Regions from separate parts of the Pan troglodytes genome. Here region 1 is linked to region 2. Evidence: chromatin contacts called from public Hi-C data. All regions are on one chromosome and are shown on one strand. The core of a region is the stretch at or near the end of the contact, and the rest is flanking DNA. Distances in the headings are between cores, read along the strand shown.

Region 1 (7,393 bases), core at 1,063-3,562, 220 kb after region 2:
TAGGTGGCTTATACAAGAGAAACTTATTTTTTCACAGTTCTAGAAACCAGAAATCCAAGGTGTATTAGACAGGGTTCTCTAGAGGGACAGAATATTAAGGATATATATATATATTTATGTATATATCTGACCCACCCCACCTTCCATGTCCATGCTAATGGCAGGGTGACCTACTCAGAGCAGTCTTCAGTAAGTGACTACTTGAAATGCCTTACTGCAGTTCTCCTCAGTGACCTGTAAGAGGGATTAAGGGACTCCCCTGTGGCTGCATCCACAGCCATCAAACCTACCTTCGCTGGGCCTCACCAGTCTCTGCTTGGCCTTTCCAGATGGTCATGGCCCCAGGCTTGTGAATCATGTCTGAGTTCCTCTGTTGTTTTTCCAGGAAGCTGGCATCCTAAGGCTAGTCCCTGTCTGACAAACTAACCCCTCCAGTCACCTCCCTGGATATGCCTTTCCATCCCTGCACTGACATCCCAGGCCCAGACCAGAGCTTCACCCTCAGTCCGTTGCACCCTACCTGATTATAAAGGTTGACTAACTGACTTGTATCATACACTTAGAGTTAGGACTGGTACCCTCAAAATGCTGTCCGCAGTCTAAGCACTGTGCCAAGGAACTTTTGTTTACAGAAATGCAAACGTACAGATGTACGAACTCTCAGGAGAGAGCTCGCTGTCCCGTGAGCTCTCAGGTCTCAATGGCCACCTTCAATATAACTGTTACATGCACTGGGAAACAAAAAAATGTGTGTTTTAAAAAATAAAAATTGTGGCCGGGCGCGGTGGCTCACGCCTGTAATCCCAGCACTTTGGCAGGCCGAGGCGGGCAGATCACGAGGTCAGGAGATCGAGCCCATCCTGGCTAACATGGTGAAACCCCGTCTCTACTAAAAATACAAAAAATTAGCCGGGCGTGGTAGCGGGCGCCTGTAGTCTCAGCTACTCAGGAGGCTGAGGCAGGAGAATGGCGGGAACCCGGGAGGCGGAGCTTGCAGTGAGCAGAGATCGCGCCACTGCACTCCAGCCTGGGCGACAGAGCGAGACTCCGTCTCAAAATAAATAAATAAATAAAAATAAAAATTGCAGTGGTCTAGTACCAAACCCACAACATCTCTGAGGTATGCCTGTAGTATGCAGACATCAAAATAGAATGAGGTATACTCTTGCTACTAGCGTGAAATATGTCTAAAATACATTGTTAGTGGAAAAGAGGTGTAGAACGTTGTGTATAGAATGTTACTATTTGTGGGGGGGGGAATAGGAAATAAACACTCATGTATACACATGTCAATGAGCTTATGAATATAACATGTAGATATGCATAGACAGTAAAAGGATATAAACAAACTGCAAATTGTTGCATCTGGAAAAGAAAAGTAGGATGTCTTCATCCTTTTCGCTACATTTGCCCTCCTAATATTTGAATTTACCTCTGCCATTTGCATTTACAACGTATCTGTATATGTAAAAGAAAAATCAAACAGCCTACCTCATTGTAGCCCTTTCTGAGCCTACTGAGGAATGGTCCCTGGTAATAGAAAGTTTAAGAACGAAGCTGTGAATTTCAATTTACAGTTGAATTTCACAACTGTAAACTACTCTAGCGATGCAGCATAGACTTGACCTCCAAACCCCAAGCCTGCAGCCCGCGGCAGACAGGCCGAGAGTGGGGCAGCCGTCTCTCCTTCCTCGCCCTGCCCTCCTTCTGCACATCCAGCCACCTCCGCAATGGAAAGCTCGTGGCATAGAGCAGGCGCTCATTATTTGAAGCCTGTTCATTCTCCTGCTTCCTCGGTGGTTAAGGAGGCTTTTGGAAGTTCAAGTCCGTCTCAGCTAAGAACCAGGAGACAGGGCTTTGGTGCCTCTCGGCCCGCTGCGTCTCGGGGGCGCAGCGTCCCCTGCCGGCTACTGTGGCGGCGGCTGGAATCAGCCTCAGCGCTTAAGGTGCCGCGCGGGAGGAGTTGCCCCACCTCGGCGTCCTCCCTCCAGGCATCTCTTTCCAGCGCAGCGAGGGCAAGTCTGGGGATTATCTCCATAAAGGAAACGAGGTGGCTCGGTGGAGGGGCTTCAGATCCCCTTCCCAGGAGCCTGTGACCCGCCATCGGAAGAGAGTGGACCTCATTCTATTTCAATGTCTGCATAGTACAGACATTTGCTGTGGGCAAATCGGACCCGTGAACCCAGAGAGCATCATCCCGGGAAAGCTTTCCCGAAGCACATGCTTCCCTGCACCACCATACACGCGCACACCCGCACGCGCTCACTCCCCTAGCCCTCCTCCCCTCCCTCACTCCCGCCCTGGAAGAAGCGGGGAGCTGAGGGGAGAGGTGGAACCAGCAGAGAAACCCGCCGGGCAGGAGCCCGCACGAGCCCGGCTTGGGACACCGCAGCCGCTCCTGCCCTCTGCTGGCTGGAAGGCGCACTTACACATTGCGGTCATCGCGGATCGCCGAGGGCCGCTGGTGCGGCTCTGCCGCCAAGGACGCTCAGCCATTGGGGTAGCTGTGAGAGAGGCCGCGGGCTGAGTAGAGAGGGGTGAGGATTCCGGAAAGGAAGCATCGTCAGGAAGGGCTGAAGTTCCCACTGATAAAGAGGGGTTGGGCCACCAGCAACTTGTCACATGAGGAGTGGGGGTGTCTGCACACCTTAGTGAACCTATCAGCCTAGGACTCGTGGATGGAGACTCGGCCACACCAGCAGCTGGTAAAGGCTGTCCTGGGGCCCAAATCCGTCAGTGACTCTGACATCTCAGGGACAGTGTGTGGTGGCTATAGTGCTTTGCGAAGTTGCTGCCGGGAGTTAGGCAGAAACCTCTTAGGCTGTTCAGATCCCTCTTAACTAAGGGGTTTTAGTGCTGTGAGTATTCCCACAAATGGGTCCCTGTAGTACAATTATCTTGCAGCATTCATACGGCCTACTGGGGCTCTTGATTTGAGGAGCCTTATTCAGCAAACATTTCTTGAGTACCTATGTGCCAGGCACGGTTAGAGGTATGTGGGAGTCATCAGAGAACGCAGGACATACGTACAAAAAAAATCTCTGCTTTCACGGAGGTCACATTCTAGTGACCTAGACACATAATGTATACTCACAGACAATAAACATGTATGTAAATTACACAGACTGTTAAGGTGATAAGCTCTATGGAAAAAATAAAGCAGGAAGGAGAATGGGGGAAGCAATGGGTAGCTTTTTTTTTTTTTCTCTTTGAGACAGTCTGGCTCTGTCACCCAGGCTGGAGTGCAGTGCAATCTCGGCTCACTGCAACCTCCACCTCCCGGGTTCAAGCGATTGTTGTGCCTCAGCCTCCCAAGTAGCTGGTGTTACAGGCGTGTGCCACCACACCCAGCTAATGTGGGACATGTTAAGTCTGAAGGGTCTATTAGACCTCCAAGTGAAGATGTCAAATAGACAGTCCGATGTACTAGTCCAAAGCAAAAGAGCTGGGCTGGAAGTATGTATTTGGGAGTTGTTAGAGAATCAACAGCATTTAAAACCTTGAGACTGGATAAGATCACCAAAGGATAGTGTGCAGATAGAGAAGAAGACCTATGACTGACTCCTGGGGACCTCTAACATCAAGTTACCAGAGGCAAGAGGAAAAACGTGTGAGGAGCCTAAGAATGAAAGGCCTGGATGGTAAGGAAAGAGCCAGGAGACAGGGGCATCCCAGAGACCATCACGCAGCCTCGACATGACTGCCTGCGTTGAGGAACCAGGACTGATCTCACAACGCTTTTCGTCCCTATTCCTGTCACAAGAAGCCCCATTCTCAGGTCATCCTCATCAAAAAGAAGGGAATTATCCACTGTGCCTAATACTGCTGAGTGGAAAATTAATCTGTTTGGGTGGGAGGTGTTACTTCCAGTGCAAGGAGTGCCCCCATAACCCTCATAACTCCTACTGATGGAGCTGAGGAGGCTGAGGAGTCCATTGAGAAGATTTTTTTTTCCAAGATGGAGTCTCGCTTTGTCGCCCAGGCTGGAGTGCAATGGCGCAATCTCAGCTCACTGCAGCCTCCGCCTCCCAGGTTCAAGTGATTCTCCTGCCTCAGCCTCCCCAGTATCTGGGATTACAGGTGTGCGCCACCATGCCTGGCTAATTTTTGTACTTTTAGTAGAGATGGGGTTTCACCGTGTTGGCCAGGCTGATCTCCAACTCCTGACCTCAAGTGATCCACCCGCCTCGGCCTCCCAAAGTGCTGGGATTATAGGCATGAACCAACATGCCCAGCCTGAGAAGGTTTTCTAAGTGCTGGGCCTTAGAAGAAGAGAATCTTGTCCAGGAGATGATTAGAAAGAGGGTCCACCTATGAGCTGTGTTATTTGTTCTAGAGGAGGGAGTGAAGCGATGGACAGGAGAGCATCTACATCCTTCGGATGAAAGGAAGCTCCCTTCCCCTGATCCCAGACCCCAGATCCTCAGGATTTCACATTCTCCCCATCTCTCCTCACTCCTCCAAGTACTCACCTGAGGAACTCACTCTGTCACATCCTTCTTCCTCTGACGCACCCAACACCATTGCCTCCCCGCTCTACCCTGAGTCTGCACATTCTCCTGAAGAGCTCCACAACTTACACACAGACCCACCTCATTTTTTTAACTGCCACATAGTACTAAGGGAATCCCAATAGTAAGGAATTATATGTTTAATTCCCAGTTCTAGCACTAATTTTCTATGAGGACTACCATTCTGGTCCTCAGCTATGAAATGTAGCTTGGAATAAAGGACCTCACAAATTCCTTCCAGCTCGGACTCTTGTAGTTCTTTGAAGCCCTCATAAGGAGTGTGTGTGTGTGTGTGTGTGTGTGTGTGTGTGTGTGTGTGTGTGTGTGTAGAGGAATGTCTACGGAAAATGCAATCTACATTTCTGAAATTTTTTACTATGTAGATCTGTTTTTCTTAAAATACTATACCTAAATCCAGAAAAAAATCACCTGATTAACTAAAATAAAATTATTGTCCTATATATACATGTATGTATGTATGTTATTATTGCTGTTGTTGCTACCTTAAGACTATCAAGAAAAACATTTAACTATTACATTGCAGTCAACACAGAAATCCCTATTTCTTTTCCCTTCTTCAATAGAGCAAGAGAAAATGTTAGCACAGAACACAGTAAGATGATCTTACACCTCTGAGATTATTTAGGTTTGAGGTTAGTACACTGAGGGATATCAATCAGCAAACAGTAATGTGGTCATTCCCATCCTTAGCTGTCTCTATCAGCTTCACCTACCTCATCTAATAGGAAAACAGGAGACCTAAAAGTCATTAAACCTAAGAGGAAACTTTGATGAGTGCTTTACTGCCTAAAATATCTCAGCATCATTCAAAATGTTTATCCCTCATGGTTTTGCAAGGAGTGCTGGAAATAAGGAAGCCACTCCCTCTTTGGCACACCTATTTCACATAAGGTAATTGGGATTAAGCCTCACAACATGGTCCAGTAGGTAACACTCTACATACTTTTCTAGAGCTGTTACAGGCTTTCGTCTGTGTCCACGATCTAAGGTCACCCACCATCAGGCTTATGTTTGCGTATCATGCAGGGTTTTAATGTTTCCCTTGTAGAAAAGAGAAAACGCCAGGCGTGGTGGCTCACGCCTGTAATCCCAGTACTTTGGGAGAACGAGGCGGGTGGATCACCTGAGGTCAGGAGTTTGAGACCAGCCTGGCCAACCTGGTGAAACTCCGTCTCTACTAAAAATACAAAAATTAGCTGGGTGTGTGGTGGTGGGTGCCTGTAATCCCAGCTACTCGGGAGGCTGAGGCAGGAGAATCATTTGAACCCAGGAGGCAGAGGTTGCAGTGAGCAGAGATCACCCCATTGCACTCCAGCCTGGGTGACAGAGCGAGACTCCATCTCAAAAAAAAAAAGAAAGAAAAGAAAAAAAAAAGAAAAGAGAAAACAAGGGCTGAGTCTGAGATCACAAGGTTGGTGAATAGCAGAGCTGTGAGTCAGACTCTGATTTTTTTTTTTTTTTTTTTTTTTGAAACGAGGTCGTGCTCTGTCACCCAGGCTGGAGTGCAGTAGTGGGATCATAGCTCACTGCAGCCTCAACCTCCCAGGCTCAAACAATTCTTCATTTAACCACAGATTTGATGTATTGATTATTCATTTACATTAAAATACATATATAACAATGAACACTTTAAATGTGTATCTGCATACCCTAACATCGGTTATCTCACTTACCATCAGCTGTACACGCTTCATTTTTTCACATACAGCTTTATCTTGAACTTTAACTTAAAAAATTCCACCTGGAAAATGCTTTCACAGTAAAAGACCCAAGGACAGTATAAAAAAATGAATCCCAAGGCCAAAGATTTGGTCATATTTATCCAATTCTGTTCAAAAGAGAGGCCGAACAGGCAGGCTCTATATACTCATCATTGTGAAAATGACAAAATTGTTTACTAGGACAGTTCCTCATATTTTTCATGGAGTTAACAAAAAAAGTAATTCTTGTTTTTTCTCTTTGCTCTGATTCCTTGAATAAAGTAGTATGTTAAAATGTGATTTTCGGCAGGGCATGGTGGCTCGTGCCTGTAATCCTAGCACCCTGGGAGGCTGAGGCAGGAGGATCACCTGAGGTCAGGAGTTTGAGACCACCCTGGCCAACATAGTAAAACCCCGTCTTTACTAAAAATACAAAAACTAGCCGGGTATGGTGGCGGGCGCCTGTAGTCCCAGCTACCTGGGAGCCTGAGGCATGAAGATCACTTGAACCTGGTAGGCGGAGGTTACAGTGAGCCAAGATCATGCCACTGCACTCCAGCCTGGGTGACAGAGTAAGACTCTTTCTCAAAAAAAAACAAAAACAAAACAGGAGGTGATTCTCTGAGAGTCTCTCTGAGCCCACTCTGGTTCAGGAGGCTGCCCAGTTCAAAAACAAACCAAAAAAAGGTGGTTTTCTGTGTCTCAGATTTAGTAAGTGTTCCCAATAAACAGGGCCCAATGGCCGGGCGCGGTGGCTCACACCTGTAATCCCACCACTTTGGGAGGCCGAGACAGGTGGATCACGGGTTCAAGAGATCAAGACCATCTTGGCCAACAGGGTGAAACCCCGTCTCTACTAAAAATACAAAAATTAACTGGGCATGGTGGTATGAGCCTTTAATCCCAGCTACTCAGGAGGCTGAGGCAGGAGAACCACTTGATCCTGGGAGGTGGAGGTTGCAGTAAGCCGAGATGGCACCACTGCACTCCAGCCTGGCAACAGAATAAGACTCCATCTCTAAATAAATAAATAAATAAATAAATAAATAAATAAATAAATAAATGCCAATGACTAACCTATCTCAAGTCAACCAAAGCAGGACTTGGTAAAAAGGAAGGAGATGAAATCTGTTTTGTGACCTTTGCTTGCTAGCCACCCCC
Region 2 (6,992 bases), core at 3,370-5,869:
TCCAAGATAGGCAAATTATTTTTTCTGTCAAATAATAAGCTAATATTACTTCTACAAATATGAGACCTTGGAGAGAAGTTTCCAAGGACCAAGTACCAACATACCAACAGATTATTATAGTTTCTCTCACTCTTACACAGACACACACACATATACACATATGTAATCCAGCATGAATACCAAAATTCATTCAGGGTAGCCACCTTTTGTCTTAAGCGAGAGATAATTTTGATGTTTGAATGGAATGCCCCCAGGATATTCTCTTGTCATGGTTATTTTATATAAAATTCAAAAACCAATTACATTATTTCCTCTGTAATCTTTTACTTTATCAACTAATGTCTGGCAAGTGTGATGTTTTGGGGAAGTTATAGAAGATTCCGGCCAGGCGCTGTGGCTCACGCCTGTAATCCAGCACTTTGGGAAGCTGAGGCGGACAGATCACGAGGTCAAGAGATCAAGACCATCCTGGACAACATGGTGAAACCTTGTCTCTACTAAAAATGTGAAAATTAGCTGGGCATGGTGGCACACACCTATAGTCCCAGCTACTCGGGAGGCTGAGGCAGGAGAATCGCTTGAACCCGGGAGGCGGAGGTTGCAGTGAGCCGAGATCACGCCACTGCACTCCAGCCTGGGCGACAGAGCGAGACTCCATCTCAAAAAAAAAAAAGAAAGAAAGATCCCAGTTTATCCCAGTTTATCCCTTATTCTTCCTCAATTCTCAAGATTTGTTTTTAAGTTAACATAACTTAGGTTAACACACTCTTTGTAAAATACACTGTTCAATCTACAGACTCAGTGGTTAGCTTCCTGTTAACTAATTTCTGTTAACAGGTACTTGGATATTTTATTTAGAAAGTGGTTGCCAATAAATTAGTTATAAATCGCCAGTTTCACTGCCTTGTGAACACATAATTATTGTGGTCTCAGTATTCCCTATGGTGGCTTCTCCTGCTCCTGGTATTGCCCTGAAATGGGCCAAAAGCCGTGGCTCCCCAATACTCAGGTTATAGAACATTGTCCAGGTACCACCTAGGAGAGCCCAGCCTCACTGAAAGTATTCAAATTTAGGAATGGGTTTGAGAAGTAGGTTGCTGGTATGTGCAACCTGGGTTAGTCTATTTCAAAACTGAAAACACTGTCATTCCTTAAGAAAATAGGAAAAAGTATTCCAAACCTCTGTCACTAGAAAATTTGCCATATTACCAAATCTCAAAAACCTCTCAGGAAATGAGAAAGTCCCAGTTTCTGGTAAACTATTTGGGCCCTTTTCTCAAGTTCTCCAACCAGTGCTATTTCCTTGAGGTGAGGCAAAGTTACTCAAGATCATTGCTGCCACTCAGGGCCTTGATAGGGCAAGTGAAAGGCATGGACCGTTATTATATTGATCACATCATAAGCTGTGAAAACTCACATCTTCTCCAAACATCTGCTTGGAGCATTGTCATCCCATAGTTTGCTCTGGTGTTCAGGGAAATGGCTGTTTCATAGGAAATCACATGGCAGTGGGATGGGGGTGTTTCCTGACCTGCCGATGGTACTGGCAGCTGAGCAAGCATTCCTAGTCCTTTTTGGTCTGGGCCTCTTGTTCTATCACAACCACAAGCTGTTTAAAATAAAATGTCAAGTCACAGGCAGGTCATTTTATCCTGAGTGAATCAATTGAAGAATTGAAGTACTGGTCAGCTGTGATTGTTGGCTTTGCAAGGAAAAAGAAGGAACACTCCAAAATGCTAAGTGCTTTGAAGAATAGTGACATGCAAGGAAGAAAATTCCATGCAATTTGGAGAAGAAAAATTTTTCTAGGAATCTAGTAGCTGAGATATTTTATAGTTTAAAAACAGACTTCCAATATCTTGAGAATACAGTTAGCTCTACGAAATAAAGAGGAGTCAATAATATATGCAACTCTGTAGTCATTCATTATTTTATCCAGATTGACAGAAGCAGAGGAAACCAAGAAAAATGGAAGTGGTAAAAAAAAAAAATGCAGCAATTGCCAACATTTACTGAGCATTTACCATGTGCTAGGCCTTGTTATAGGCACTTAGATTGATTTTCTTTTCATAACATCCCTAAGAGGTAGGTATTACATGCTCATTTTGCTTATGAGGAAATCTGCTGAGAGAGATTAAGTAATTTTCTCATGGTCACAGCCTCAGTCTTTTAGACCACAGTGTCAAAAGAAGTTCTTACTGTGAGTCAGGGTGGTGCAATGGAGAAAGCGTTTGGGGAAAATCCTGACCCAAAAGTGTGTGTTGGGATGATGTGGAGATCATTCAATTTTCTCTTGTAGCTACAGCTTTGAGATGCACCCATTGGTATCCACACTGGCCTGCTGTCCTCAAATATTTCTCTATGTCTTGTTTACTTGAGTAGTGTAGAAAAGCTGACGTCCTGGGTCTGCTCTCGCATGCATAGGTGAGGTTTTCTCTGTAGCTAGTTATCTTGCTAAACCATATTTTTGGTCACAAAGAATCAGGATGAGAGAAAGTAGATAAAACCATGGAAACTCGAGGTGCCACCGGAAAAGCAAACCAAAGTATATTGATCTGCTGAAGCTATAATCCAAGTACTAAGTATACCTTCAGAAGTTGTATGCATTGTTCTTGGGGCAAAAAGGAAATCAAACATCTGCCCTTCCTCCCACAATCTCTTTACTTCCCTCTCTTCCTAACACTGTATCTCACATCTACAGCTGCAGGCACACAGATATGACATACAGCTTGATATCTTTATGTGCAAAGGCAAAAGATGGCTATGGATATAGGAGATGGCATTTAAAAGAACAATATCCATGTTTGATACTGCTTTCATTATCAATAATGAAAAGGTAGCCTTTCAGCAGAACAAAGTAAGGTACAGGTCGTTTGGAAGCCATTTCAGTCATTCACACAGTGTGATCCACCATTACGAAGGAGAATTTGAAATCAAAAGACAATAGTACCCATATACATCAAACTAGGAGCTCAACTGGGGTCAGTCCTTGGACGGCACATACAGAGTTGGGCTGCCTGACTCTCAAAACATTGCCCTTGCTAATTTGCGTTGCTCACTTCCTATTGAATCAGGGATGATTTTTCTTTGCTGTAGTGAATCAGCCCTGCTACACTGCAAGAATCAAGCCGATTTACAATTCACATCAATTCCAGGAGTGACGGCCAGATGGCAGCATCTGGCTAGTCAGTTGGTGAGTGAGTCCACCTCCAATCTTGATTAAACTCTGCTGCTGGGAAGTAGCAATTCTGAGCATAAATGTCTTTGATATCCTGAATATTTGGGGCGTGGGATGAGAGAGGCAGTAGAGGATAGTGGAAAGACCACAGGGTGTAGACTAAGATAGGCCTGGATTCCTTTCTTTAATCTGTCAACGAAAGCAATGAATGTTCTGAAACTACATGGCAATGCTTTTTTTGTTGCTGCTCTGGCTTTTTTTTAATGCTATAAAATATATGCTTATTTTTCATTGCCAAGAGGTGACAACACAATGATGCTGCAACCAGAGAAGACAGACAGCTACCAACAACTATTGACAAGACAGGAGGAACATCAAGAATAGATGCAAGACAAAGCAATGTATCTCCATGGCCTAGATTTTTTAGGTTATTCATAGAAACAGCAAGGAGAAGAAGACACAATCCAAGTTTTCTTTTGAGGATATTGTGCTGTTTAAATTTATTTTTTAAACATTTCTTAGCTTCTCTTATTAGTCAATTTCATAAGCCTGGGAAACACCTTTACTCTATCCATTTAATTGCATTTGTTCATTAGCTTACTCATTTCACTTATTAGTTCATTCAAACAGTAGCTATTATCAACTGTCTTCTAAGAACTGTATCTGGGTACTCTGGTTTTGCTTTTTTTTTTTAAATAGAAGTAAAAGGATTTCCAAAAGGACCTGATTTTACATTAGAATTAGAATAATACATTTTAAATTAATGTATAACATATATTATTCTAGAATTAGAATAGATTTTAAATCAAATTAGAATAATAGCCACATGACCAAAAAGAAAAGAAAAATAATAAAATTAATGACAAAGAAAAACAAGTCATATGAGAGGAAAGGCAAAGCCTAAATATTCCTCTGTCCTCTTCCTCCACCTAGATTCCCAGATGTAAGGTATTAAAAGTAGTTTGTAAACTTTCTGTGACTTATCCTGAGTCCATCCAAACTGTCGGGAATTGGAGCCTCCCGGGAACCAAACACTCCCCAAAGATCATACACCTACGGAATTCCCCCAAGAGACACACAACTGCAGTTTCATGTAGGTTCACCTTTTTCTCTCTTTTTATACTCTGACCACACAAGCCTGGCAGCCACGCAGTCAGTCCCTGCCCTGTGTCATTGTACTGGCTACAGCAACTTCTCTCTGTAAATGAGAAAGGTCTTGCTTTCAGAAAAGATCATGTTTGCAAACTACTCACTCTTGAGGAAGCAAGGGTGGGAAAAGTAGCAGAGATGAGTGGGGAGATGGTGCATATAAGAAGGAGGAAAGAGGAGACTATGGAGTCAGGATGCCAGCTTACTATTCTCAACACCTTTTTCCAGTGCCCAGTTCTTACCTTATTTCTCCTGCCCCTTGCTTTCTTTTCTAGGCACCTCTAAGATACTGATGGCTCTGCAGAGGACCCATTCATTGCTTCTGCTTTTGCTGCTGACCCTGCTGGGGCTGGGGCTGGTCCAGCCCTCCTATGGCCAGGATGGCATGTACCAGCGATTCCTGCGGCAACACGTGCACCCTGAGGAGACAGGTGGCAGTGATCGCTACTGCAACTTGATGATGCAAAGACGGAAGATGACTTTGTATCACTGCAAGCGCTTCAACACCTTCATCCATGAAGATATCTGGAACATTCGTAGTATCTGCAGCACCACCAATATCCAATGCAAGAACGGCAAGATGAACTGCCATGAGGGTGTAGTGAAGGTCACAGATTGCAGGGACACAGGAAGTTCCAGGGCACCCAACTGCAGATATCGGGCCATGGCGAGCACTAGACGTGTTGTCATTGCCTGTGAGGGTAACCCACAGGTGCCTGTGCACTTTGACGGTTAGATGCCACCGTGTAGGGATTATCGCGAGTGGTTGACCTTACACTTAACTCCTTAAATAGCAGTGAGTAATGCATTTGAGCTGTCCCAGGCTCTGTCTCCTCAGCTCATTTCTTACTCTTTTTCTCTATATAACTCATTCTATTAAATACATTGCACCAAAGAGAAATGGAGACATAAACCTATAATGAATGAGGCTGGGCTTTTCTGTAATAAGCTTCCTTTTATAATACTGGTCAGCTTAGCTCTCTCAGATCCTATCCTGTGGAATTTAGTTATTATGTATATTTATGTAGTATTTCAAACATTTCAAAATGCTTTCATCTATGTTTATCACATTTTAATACCACAGCACTTATAATGATGTCACTACATATAGAAGCTCAAAGTTAAGGGATTTGCTGAAGACTATAAAGTTAATGGAAGAATTGAGACAAAAATCCAGTGTAGCTGGCCACTTATCCAGGGCTTTTTCTACTTCATCACAAGGAATGTTTTGAAAGTGTCTGCTTTTTTTATCCTTAAAATTCACCTGTCAGGGAGGCATTAAAAATTTGGAAATGTATGCCAGCAAAATGTGAGCTCTGTATTTTTTGGCATTCTTATGTTTGGGTTGAATAAGATTAAGAAAATGATACTGGGAATTTTCTTTTTCCTGAAACTTTGAATCACCCTAGTAAGTCAAAGTACTAAAAAATGTACTAGATCATTAAGACTTATGTGCTCTTACTGATTGAAAGATTTTTTATGTTTTCCTTGTAATAAAGGACTTAAACTGAAGGTACCTGAGAAGACTGTGCTATGGTATTATTTCTTTTTCTCCGATTTTTAAATTCTTCTCTAGTTTATAAACATGCATGCACCTTAATAACCTCATAAACTCTGGTCAAAGACTAATAACTATCAGATCCATGACCACAACACAGAAGATTTGTCTCATTTACTCCAGAGAGAATGATTCCTCTCAAAGACAATTCTCACAGCTCTTCCTTCTCCCTTAGAATATTTAGAAGCAAATTAGGGAGCTGTCAGGCCTCTGATCCCAAGCCTGCACATATACATCCAGATGGCCTGAAACAACTGAAGAACCACAAAAGAAGTGAAAATAGCCAGTTCCTGCTTTAACTGATGACATTCCACCACTGTGATTTGTTCCTGCCCCACCTTAACTGATCAATTAGCCTTGTGACATTCCTTCTCCCGGACAATGAGACTCAGGAGCTCCCCACCAGAGCACCTTGTGACTCCCGCCCCTGCCCGCAAGAGGATAACCCACTTTGACTGTAATTTTCCACTACCAACCCAAATCCTATAAAACTGCCCCACCCCTATCTCCCTTTGCTGACTCCTTTTTTGGACTCAGTCTGCCTGCACCCAGGTGATTAAAAAGCTTTATTGCTCACACAAAGCCTGTTTGGTGGTCTCTTCACATGGACGTGTGTGGCATTTAGTGCCGAAGACCCGGGACAGGGGGACTCCTTCAGGAGACTGGTCCCCTGTCCTTGCCCTCACTCCATGAGGAGATCCACCTACAACCTCAGGTCCTCAGACCAACCAGCCCAAGGAACATCTCACCCATTTCAAATTGGGTAAGCGGTCTTTTCACTGTCTTCTCCAGCCTCTCTTGCTACCCTTCAATTTCCCTGTCCTTCCAATTCCAGTTCTCTTTCCTCTCTAGTAGAGACAAAGGAGACACATTTTATCCATGGACCCAAAACTCCGACACCAGTCACGGACTCGGGAAGACAGTCTTCCCTTGGTGTCTGATCATCGTGGGGATGCCTGCCCTGATCATTCACCCACATTCCATTGGTGTCTGATCACTGTGGGGACACCTGCCTTGGTCATTCACCCACATTCCCTTGATGGCAAGTCAATTGCGGGATGCCTGCTTTGGCTGATCGTCCACGTTATAGCCCAGGGCTGCTCACCA

The links. A called contact is a pair of places that touch in the nucleus more often than the background predicts.
Region 1: a Hi-C map of stem cell-derived neural progenitor cells shows a contact between it and region 2, with 5 times the contacts expected there. The contact joins the enhancer-like site here to the promoter of RNASE4 in region 2. A contact is called at or near these places in 1 of 7 Hi-C or Micro-C datasets (stem cell-derived neural progenitor cells) and 1 of 1 datasets of contacts at active chromatin or transcription factors (stem cell-derived excitatory neurons).

The regions. Positions count from the first base shown.
Region 1 is chr15:19,355,244-19,362,636 of NHGRI_mPanTro3-v2.0_pri, forward strand. No RefSeq gene overlaps it. Among named protein-coding and RNA genes, the nearest start is that of METTL17, 16 kb to the right of the region's middle. Within about 2 kb of position 2,313, at least 5 of the 24 cell types and tissues checked have an H3K27ac peak or open chromatin away from gene starts, as enhancers often do. A contact at or near this core is called in stem cell-derived neural progenitor cells, where this site is marked.
Region 2 is chr15:19,135,563-19,142,554 of NHGRI_mPanTro3-v2.0_pri, forward strand. RNASE4 (ribonuclease A family member 4) reads left to right here and starts at 4,620. Exons shown (of 1, transcript NM_001009107.1): 1 at 4,620-5,063. The coding sequence starts at 4,620. The coding sequence ends at 5,063.